2 separate regions of the Mus musculus genome follow, and region 2 is linked to region 1. The links are chromatin contacts, called in public promoter capture Hi-C maps. All regions are on one chromosome and are shown on one strand. Each heading gives the region's core, a stretch centred on a gene start, on an enhancer-like site or on the middle of the called end of the contact. The rest is flanking DNA. Distances are from core to core; before and after follow the strand shown.

Region 1 (5,297 bases), core at 1,646-4,145:
TGTTTCCAGACCACACTAACTACCACTTGGCTCCAGAATAAACACTAATCCACAATGAGGTATTTTCATGTCAACAACATGCTTAAATTGTTTCTTTTATGATCCCCAATGTATTGTACTACATACTGAGGAAGTTTGACTGTCCATTGCATGTGATAAAATTATATGAGCAGACAATGCCAGACACTTACCTGTGTTTTAATATTTATGAATCCAAACCTTCACATCGGTAGAACTTAAAATCTTATCTGATGAGCATGCTTTCCCTGCCTCACCCTCCATCTCACAGAATACAAAGAATCAAGCAGTTGCCAGTGTATATTCGTGATGAGTGACTTCCTTAATCAAGAATCGTAGAAATCCTAAGTTCAGACTTCTCTACCCTCCACAGTCTCTGGTAATTGTCTCACCTAACCTATTCCAGGCAAAAAGCATTACCTGTGTCTCAAGCCCCACACTGGCTAGCCTGGATCTCTCCAAAGTCTTCCTATTCTCTTTCAATTTCCATCCATACCCATGGCTCAGTTCACAAAGCTGTTACTCTCTAAAAACACATCACCAGACTGTCCCAACACCTAAAAGATCTAAAAGTAGTAATTAATAGGCAACGTGTGACTTTTATCTGAAAAAACACTTAAAAATCTGAAATATAAACCTTGTGTTTGGCATAATATAAACCTTTAGTCTCAACACCTGGGAGGCAGAGGCAGTTGGATCTCTGAGTTTAAGGCCAGGCCAGCCTGGTCTACAAAATGAGTTCTAGGACAGCCAGATGCTACACAGACAAAAGGCTGAGATGGGGGGGGGGGGGGGTTAGTAGTATTTGAGTGGGTATAGGACACACCTTCAATCACTTGAGAGACAGAAGCAGGCAGATCTCTGTTTAATTTGAGACAATTTACGGGGGGGGGGGGGGGGCTGTATTTGAACTATTTCTTGAATAGACTGCATGACCTAGCAACATTGAAATCACTCCACACAAACTACCCATGTGCCATTTGTTGTTCCTAAGTAGCTGATGACCTGACCGGATCCTGCCACCCACTCACTCACTACCTAAAACCTCTAAAAACGGCAAACAGCAGCAGCATTCCAAGGATAAGCAAAACAAACACTCCCACCCTCAGCGTTTAATTTAAATTCAAGATGAAAGACACAATCAGGAAGCAATTGGCTCCTGCTGGAGGGGGCTTAGAAGAACCTAACTTTGGGAACTTAGGGAAAGACTACTCAAAAATAAGAGCTGGGCTAAGCCCGAGGAAGGCCAGTAATCAGAACGTAGGAGGGCTGAGGCAAAACAAGAGAATCACCAGTTCTAGGCCCTGCTTGGGGGGATGGGGGGTAGGGGATGGGGATTATATTAATAGAAAGAGGTAGAAGGCAGGGAAATCATAGGACCAAAAGGAAAAATGAGAACAAAAACTGAAAGAAAAAAAAAATCAAGGAAATGCAATCAATTCGATACAGATGGAGCAACACCAAATCTTAAAACCCAGATGTCAGGGGAAAAAAAAAAAGTTCAATTTAAAGGCAAAAGCCACAGCTTTGTTAAAGAGTCAGAAAACGCAAGACAGTTTCAAAACAAGGCTAATAAGTGTTTGCTAAGCAGACAAAATAAGATTCCAGGAGCACAGACGATGCGCTCAGGGTGAACTAAGGAAGGAGAAGCAGTGGTACCCCCAAATCGAGAGGAAGCACGAAACAGCGCGGAGAGTTAAGGCTCAAACAATTAGAAGACCAAAGGGGCTTACATCGTGGGCGATAACCAAGCACAACCGGGATGTGAAGCCTGGGAGTTTGGGCTGGCCACAAGTTTGCCATGAGAATTAGTCCCAGTGGTCCCTTGGTGGACGCCAAGGAATTAATGCCTCTCAAAACTCAGCGGCGCCCTGGGTGGATTGCACTTCGTCCCTCCGCTTCAGTCAGGATTGATTGTGCAGGCTCCACGACAGGCTCTGGGCTCCGGGCTGCTGACACGCAGGTTCCCAGGGAGTAGTTACAGGCCTGGTCTGTACGTGCTGGTGGGTAGAAGTTAAGTTTAAACTACCGGGCAAAATAAGCATTCGGATTTCTCTGTAGAAACGACGAGCTCTTAAAGAATAATCAGTGTAGCCGGGCGGTGATGGTGCACGCCTTTAATCCCTGCACTCTGGAGGCGAGGCGGGCGGGATCTCTGAGTTCGAGGCCAGCCTGGTCTACAGAGCGAGTTCCAGGACAGCCAGGGCTACACAGAGAAACCCTGTCTCGGAAAACAAAAAAATAATCAGTGCGTACCCATTCCATATTTTCAGAAAGGAAAAAATAGTAATAAACAACGGGACGATGGAGCTGAACATCTGTCCGTGCCAGTACTCAAGAATGGGTCACTGTGTGACTCCAACTGTCCCCACGTGGGCTTTGTCTCCCCGGCCACACTGACATTCTCAACAGCAAGTGGATTATTTTGGCACTCTTTTGTCCGTCTCTCAAAGTGCCTATTACAGAGTCGGTTAGGTCCAAAAAATAAAAAATAAGATAAAAACCCAGACTTCCTGACTGACCTGGCGTCACTGAAGTTGCCTGGCTGAGAACTCCCCTTTTGCTTACTAAACTCCTGCCGAGAAGCGGAACCTGGGTCTCACTCTCCTCCACACTTCGCTTTCCTCCCGCATCCACTGAGTCCCTCTCCAGGTTCCACTAGGAGTCCAGAATAAAGCACATCTCCATCGCCGCAGGAAACGTCCGCCCGCCCGCCCGCCGGCCGCATGCGCCCCTCGCGCCTCTGCGGAGAGCCACTCGCTCACCTACGTCCCACTGCTGAGCCTCCGCCTCTGTCGCCGCCGCCTCTGTCGCCGCCGCCTCAGCCGCCGGTGAAACCCGCGAAGCCAGACGTCCGCTCGCCCTAAAGGCACTTCCGGCGCGCGCGGTGACGTCGCCCGGCGCGCCAGCCTCCGGCCCGGGGCCGTCGGGGTTTGGGGGAGTCGGAAGGAGCGCTGCACCGCGCTGCGTTCGCGGACGCCCGCGCTTTTGCGCGCCGCGGAAGGCAGCCGGAGGTGAAGCCGCCGCGGGCTCGCATCCTCTCCGCTTCGCCTCTGCGCCGAAGGTAAGCTCCCACGGCGCCGGGCCCAGGAGACGGCCGCGGCCCGGGCCTCCGCCTCGGCCTCCGCCTCGGCCTCGGCCTCGGCCTCGGCCTCGGCCTCGACCCTGACCCCAGCTCCGGCCCCAGGAACGTCCAGCCGGGGTTAGCATTTCTCAGAGTGAGAAACTGGAAACGCGACAAGCAGGTTTTGGCTAGCTAAGGCTTTTTGAATAATCCTCCTACTGGGCCAGCGGGGCGCCCTCCGGGGTGCCGGGTCCATTGTCATTCATAGGGGTTCTTAACACTTGCTGCCGACCGACGCGATCGTTTCACCTGTAATTTGCAGAGTTTTAACAGTGACGTTGATTACTAAGCACATTGATAAATATACAGGTTAATGTCCCATTCAAAGTAGGTAATCCATGTAATAGAGTGTCATTTCATGATTTGGTTGTGCACGAAATTTAAAAATCTAAAGAACTTTATCAAAATGTGAAACTACCCCAAGCTTAACAAAACCGAGTCTCTGTCGTCATGGCCTACCTATATCAGTAATCCATATATACAGACGTAGATACAGGAGTTTTTTTAAAAACAAGAACAAAAGAGGCGGGGTAGACAGGTGTCCCTTTCGGAGGTGGGCGAATCCTTGGGAAACATCTTTTCCGCTTTTACCCTAAGAAGGCGTTAAAAATAGCCTTGTGGCTTCTCCATCTCTCTAAAACCCCTCTTCAATCGCACCGCAGCCCTAAAAGGCTTAACACCCGCTGCTAGAAAAGGAATATGGTAATTCACACCCTACCCACACTGGTACTCTAATCTCTTTAAATGAATGGAGCCTGAGGAATTCTACCCTAATTAAGTCAGTGATGGTCCTTGTTTGGTTCTACTTGGAGTAAGATTCCCAATGTCTCCTTTTTTTCCGTTTTAGAAATGAGCGGTGGCTTGGCGCCAAGTAAAAGCACAGTTTATGTATCCAACTTGCCTTTCTCCCTAACAAACAATGATTTATACCGGGTAAGTTGTATGTACATCTAACTAATGGATTCTTTCTTTAGAGACAATCTGAAGCTTAAGCAAAAATACTGCTCCCTGGGAAAATTTTTAGTTGATATCTTCTGCAAATTTTAGTGGGAAATTTTTCAATTTTGTTTTAATTTCCCAAAGAGAATTTGTTGTTTGTGTGTTTTTTCGAGGCAGGGTTTCTCTGTGCCTGACTGGCCTAGAACTCACTCTGTAGAACAGGCTATCATAGAACTCAGAGATCTGCCTTCCTCTGCCGCCTGTACTTGAGTGGTGGAACACTTGCCTAGAGTAGTTATCACACACCTGTAACCCCAGCACAGGGGAAGCTGAGGTAGGAAGATCAGCTTGGACAATTTAGACCCCATCTCACGAAAGAGAAAAGAGATACTGAATTAGGCTTGGAGGTGAGATTTTAGACTGAATGATAAGAAATAACCTTATTTAAAACATACCTGGGGGCTGGAGGTGAAGTATAGTTGGTAGGATGCTTGTCTTGCGTGCACAAAACCCTGTGTTGATTCCCTAGTACCACATGAACTAAGGAATCAATGGAGAACCCGTTAGAAAGCTATAATCCCATAGGAAACTGCTGGACCTCGGAATCCAATGTTGCTAAATGTCTGGCCCACAATTTCAATATTAGACTGCATATGATGGGATCTTCTAAAAGCCTTTGGGGGAGGGTGTTATTTCTGTGTATTAAATAATTAGTCAGAATTATAAGCATATAGATATGTATATATCTATAGAATATAGATCTGGGCAATATATGGGCAACTATATGTAGAAGTAAAAGGAAGACGAGGCCAGAATACTAAGTAAGGATGGAAGAGTTCTGCACCCACCGATAGAAGTAGAAGGATCTTTGCTTTGTTTTTGATCTTTGGCATCAAGTCTTGTTTTGTAGCCTGGGCTCGTCTCAAACCTTCTTGCTTTGCTCTTCTGAAAACCAGGATTGCAGCCATAGACCATCACTGCTGGCTGCAGATGGGTTTTTCATTACAGGAAGCTTTTTTTTTCATTATAGGAAAGTATTATCTGCAGTGAGAGTTCTGTCTGTCCTCAGATGGCAGATTGTGTAACTCACTGGTATGGTTTTATTTGACAACACTGATAATAAAAGGACAGGACCAGCTGGAGCTATGGTGGGTTTGTTGGCCCCACAGATCCATTGGATCAGAAGTCCAGCTGCTGCCTAGTGTATAGGCCATGG
Region 2 (5,297 bases), core at 1,690-4,189, 1.1 Mb before region 1:
GGGAAATGATGAAGGGCGACATTTAAGCTCACACACCCTGATGTCACCGCGTGCGGGGCATTCGGAAGCAAGGGTAGCCGCGGTTCCAAGGGCTCTGCCTTGAGCTTCGCGGTTCTCGCTCCTCACTTTTCACAGTGTCCTGAGAGGTCGGGGTGTGATGTATTAACGTAAGCACCGGTGTCTTAAGTTTAAAGCTATATGACTGTGCTCTCTAAGGTCATGCTTCAGGGATTTTTCTCCGGTCGTGAAAGTTCTAGGTCTTTGGAGCACCACTCTGAGCACGGGCTGCTCCACGCCACTCTTGAGAGGTGGAGAGAGAACAGCGTCCGCGCTGCTTGGAGAGGTGATGGCGAAACCTCGGTGCTTTTCTCCCGCACTGCCTCCTTTCCACCGCGAAGTGGCTGGTGTGACACCGTGCAAGGGCAGTATCTGTTCTCATAATGTATTTATGAGATACTGAAGATTTTATTTAAAATTTTTATACTAGTTTTTTTTTTTACCTGTTTTCCTAACCGTTTGTTGTTTTCTACCACCTAAAACTCAGATTTTATACTCCTGTCGGTACCCACGTTCTATTTCTAACACATACCAACGACATTGGAAATGGTAGTGATTCTCTTTGAAAAATAAAGACATTCTCGATTTCTTGAGTTACTATCGAATTGTCTCTATGTTTTATGCTGCAAAAAAGAAAACATATTGTCCATTTGGAATGTGTTGGCTTGCTTTAATTGTCCCACACCATAAGTCATCTTTAACAGCATGATATCATTTAAGTTCAGGTAGAGAGGTGACGTATTTACCAGGAAGACTTTTCCCGATGATCATTTCATTGCCAGTAATATATCGTGATGAAATTTAAAAATCTGTGTGGAATATTGCAGACCAGCAACAGCAGATTTTTGTATGTCTATGCTAAATTATACCCATTTAAGGAATATTAGAGCTAGGAGATAAAATCCAAAAGAAGCAAAAGTTTTCTATGGAATGCAAAATGTGATTTTTGCTGCATTTTCTTCTGTATCGGTGGAACTCAACCTGTGTGGGTCATGACCCCTTTGGGGGTCAAATATCAGATACCCTGCATTTCAGATATTTACTTTATGATACATAACAGTAGCAAAATTACAATTAGGAAGTAGCAACAAAATAACTTTATGGTTGGGGGGTCATCACAGCCTGAGGAACTGTGTTAAGGGGTCACAGTGTTAGGAAGGCCGAGGACCCCGGTTCTGTATATTAGAGAGCGAATCAGAAGTCAACTCAAAGTCCACCCGTAAAGAACATAAGTGAGATGAGCTGAGTCAGATCGTTAGCAAGCGTAGTTACTATAGTCGCTGATGCACATTTAGTAGCATTAGAAAATGTTTTAGAGGAGCAACACACATATTTGACACATGCCGTGCTCACCAGTGAAGCTTATTTTAGTGCAGACAAAGCTCCGTTCCAGGCATCGCATATGCTAAGCAAATGCAGTCTCTCAGCTATATTTGTATTTCTTTCAGTATCCTTTCAATTAAAAAAAATTATAAAAGAATGTTAAAACAAAAACAAAACCCATAGCCACTGGGGACCAGCTGCCCCAGCTCCTGTTTGTTCAAGACCCTGTGCTTCCTGATCAACAGTAACAGAGGGGACATTAACACAGATACCACTGTCATCAGTTAATGTAAGTACCGTGTGTTGAGAAGAGGCCGGGAACTCCACTGCTGTTACACGTCTGCAGGCACAACTTGGAAGAGAAGAAAAGAAAATGGCATTCTATTAAGATGATGAGTATTCAATTATATGTATATATATATATACATATATATATACATATATATACATATATATACACACACACACATATATATGTCAATTTTATGTGTGTAATGTAATAACTATATATATATATATATATATATATATATATAATGGCCATATATGATAGGATATTACATGGTATGTCATATGATATTACATATCATCTTTGTTACCTTTCTGTTCCTGCCAGGAAAAACCTTAACAAAAGCAATTTAAACGTGAAAGGGTTTATTCTGGCTCCCAGGTCCAAGGTGCAATCTGTCATGGCAAAGAAGTCATGGCAACAGGATCCCTGAGGGCTCAGGTCACCACAGTCAGGAAGTAGGGAACAGCAGGGATACTTGTCACTCACATCCTCCTTTTTATACAGTCCAGGATCCAAGCACTGGGAATGGCGCCGCCTGTTGTGGGTGGGGCTTCTTGCCCCAATCCCTCTAAACAGGATAATTCTTCACATGTGTGCTGAGGGTGGTTGTCTTCAAGTGACTCTAATCTCCTAAAATTGACAATCGAGATAACCCATTACAGCTGCTTCAGCAATCTCAAAATACAAATGAAGTTGGATATTATGGTACCGTTAGTTTTTAAAGTGGCCCTCATGATTTTAGCGATGACTGAAAATGAAATGATACTCTATAAAGTAGCAAAACTTGGGAGGGGAGGGATATTTTCATTCCCTCAGTGAAATTATATTTTATGAATTAAATATGAAAATCAGTTATATAAAACTTAACCTAGTGTTCTTTTAAATAGCATTTCTTAGAGCCTGTCAAGCATTTAAAACATGCTGTCATCAATATTCCTGTCTTGGCCTGTAGGTGGCACTGTAAGCTTATATTTCTCATACAGTAAACGGAGCCAGCAAAAAGCATATCTTTGTTATCCATCATAACTAGAACATTATTTAGCTGTTACGCATACCGAAAGTCGTTCCATTTAACAGTATTTGGTATGAAATATATTTTTTAATTCCAAGGACCTTATTATGTCTTAAGAACCAACTGATGATAGCTTCATAAGCATAACCTTTGCTCTAGTTTTAATTACCAAGGTTACATTTGAGACTAATGGTGCGTAAGGACCAGGAAGGTGAACAGTCTTAACTTTGAGGTGTTTTGCTGTATTACCACAGTCAGGGGGTGTGAACCCCCGGCCTTGCTCACCCTAAGCAAGTGCTCTGCTGGCTGAGCTGAGAGCCACACCGCATCTTATCAAGGCACAACTGCCTTGTTTTTGTTTGTTTGTTTTGTAACTTGTAAAAGTTGAAATCTCGGTAACTTTAGACACAGTTAACATTTATTAGCGTTGTATAAGTATCTCTCATATTAATCCATACTCATCCCAACCCCCATTGGGAATGTAATATTTCCTGCTTTGGGCAGTTTAGAAGCCTATCTGAGTGATCTGTCTCAGATCAGACAAGATGTGGTGTGGAATTGAACTTGACCATGCTTCCTAGGTGTCTTACATAAGGTCACTATTGCAAAAGCAAGTTGGGGAGGAAAGGGCTTATTTCACACAGAGCTCCAGGTAACAGTTCATCAGCAAAAGCCTTGAGGGCAGGAAGTTAAACAGGGCAGGAACTAGAGGCAGGAGCTGATGCAGAGCTCATGGAGGGTGCTGCTTACTGGCTGGCTCCTCATGGCTTGCTCAGCCTGCTTTCTTATAGAACCCAGAACCACTAGCCCAGGATGGCACCACCCACAATGGGCTGGAACCTCCCTCTTTGATCACTAATTGAGACAATGCCTTATAGCTGGATCTCATGGAAGCATTTCCTAAATTGAGGCTCCCTCCTTTTGATGACTTTAGCTGCTTTCAAGTTGACATAAAACCAGCCAGGACACCAGGTCCTGGCTTTCCCCAGTGTTGCCTTCTGAGAGCAAGCTCTGTGGTAATAATTTCTCTGTCTACAAACTTAATACCGTCTTCTGCTGCTGAGCAGGCACATGGTGGATGTCTTGAGGGAGAAATAATATTCTTTCTGAGATGCCAATCTAAGTAGAAGATCCAAATTATTCTGGTGTCATTCACATATTTGAGTATGTTCCACAGGGGTATATTAAAATCGCTATAGCTGATAGGAAACCGAGTTGATACCTGAGGCAATTCTAAATGTCACAGGAAAAGCTGAGTGACGAAGTTTAGTCCTAATTCAGAGCTAGCTTCTCTAGTCCTTCCAGAGGGCATTGTGCTTAAAGAAGAAGCGAGTCGACTGATTCTAGTTTATACACATGACTGGCATCTGCTGGTTCACTTTATTATTATTATAATATTATAATTACGTTCATATTATTATTATCATTATTATTATCATCATCATTATTAATTATTCTTTCATAAAATACATCCAAACCAGTTTCCCCCCTCTCCATTTCTCCCTGCTCCTCCTTCCCCTCTTCCTCTGTTTACCTTCAGAAAAGAACAGAGCCCCCAGGATGTCAACCCAACATAGCATAACAAGCCACACTAACACTAGGCACAAACACTCTTACCAGGGCTGGGCCACGCAAGCTAGTGGGAGGAAAAGGGTCCCAAGAGCAAGCAAACGAATCAGAGACTGCCCCACTTCCACTATTAGGAATCTCACAAAAACACCAAGGCTAACAACCATAACATAAGCAGAGACCCTAGTGATGACCCACACAGGCTCCGGCATTGTTCCTTCAGCCTCTATGAGCCCTGCTTAGTTGATTCCGTGGGCCGTATTCTCCTGGTGTCCTGGACAGCTCTGGCTCCTTACAATCATTCCTCTGCCTGCCACAGGGTTTTCCGGAGCTCCAAGGGGAGGAACGTGAAGGCAGAGTCACATTTTCAATGGAAGCTACAGACACACACTCGAGTGGCTCCAAGTTGAGGGCGTTCTGGAGATGCAGAAGGAAAGAAGATGACATCTGGCTTGGGACGCTAACAGTGCTTCATGCTTTCCGGGTTTTTATTTGGTTTGAAATGCCACCTACAGAAAGAGTAGCTGGCAGACTGAACCGCAAGGAGGAAGGCAAGCGCAGGCTTCCGGTGGATTTCTGGTTCCCCAAGTGACCAGTGGTGTGCCGGGGGCCGCTCCCAGCGCCCCTTCTAAACCCTTAAATGATACTTGTATTATCATGTCTAAGAGTTTTGAAAGGTCTTCTTAAAAATGTGCTTGAAGTAGTACGGGTAAGGCTGCTATCTAAGAGTGTGTCAGTTTAAAGAACAGGGAGTGGTCTTAATGGATTTGATCTCCTGCAATTCCTGTTTGATGCGTCAGGAACACCTCCAAGTAAAGAAAATGACTCTACTCTTCTTAAGCAATTCGTTTTCTCACTCTGAGGCAAGGAGTTAATTTACGCTGCCTGTTAGGATGGGCTGTCTCTTACTGAGAAATGTCGCAGTTCCGGGAAAGGGTAAAAATAGCCATGGACTTTAAAATTCAGACGTTAGAAAATGTGAAATGCGAGATAAACGATAAGTTTCCTTAATAAATACCCAAGTGAACTACGAATATAGAAATA

The links. Promoter capture Hi-C pulls out the DNA fragments that hold promoters and counts their contacts.
Region 2: a promoter capture Hi-C map of 3T3-L1-derived adipocytes shows a contact between it and region 1, with 8 times the contacts expected there. The contact joins the enhancer-like site here to the promoter of Pphln1 in region 1. A contact is called at or near these places in 14 of 39 promoter capture datasets (the 3T3-L1 cell line, 3T3-L1-derived adipocytes, the C10 cell line and 9 more), 2 of 484 Hi-C or Micro-C datasets (CD8 T cells and cerebral cortex), 1 of 115 datasets of contacts at active chromatin or transcription factors (forebrain) and 2 of 9 other capture datasets (adipose tissue and embryonic stem cells).

Annotation. Positions count from the first base shown.
Region 1 is chr15:93,395,948-93,401,244 of GRCm38.p6, reverse strand. Pphln1 (periphilin 1) reads right to left here and starts at 2,895. Exons shown (of 9, transcript NM_175363.4): 1 at 2,784-2,895. Zcrb1 (zinc finger CCHC-type and RNA binding motif 1) reads left to right here and starts at 2,911. Exons shown (of 8, transcript NM_026025.3): 1 at 2,911-3,082; 2 at 3,990-4,075. The coding sequence starts at 3,992.
Region 2 is chr15:94,518,048-94,523,344 of GRCm38.p6, reverse strand. It overlaps Pus7l (pseudouridylate synthase 7-like), which reads left to right. Exons shown (of 9, transcript NM_172437.3): 9 at 1-705. The coding sequence ends at 26. Among named protein-coding and RNA genes, the nearest start is that of Pus7l, 23 kb to the left of the region's middle. Within about 2 kb of position 2,939, at least 2 of the 459 cell types and tissues checked have an H3K27ac peak or open chromatin away from gene starts, as enhancers often do.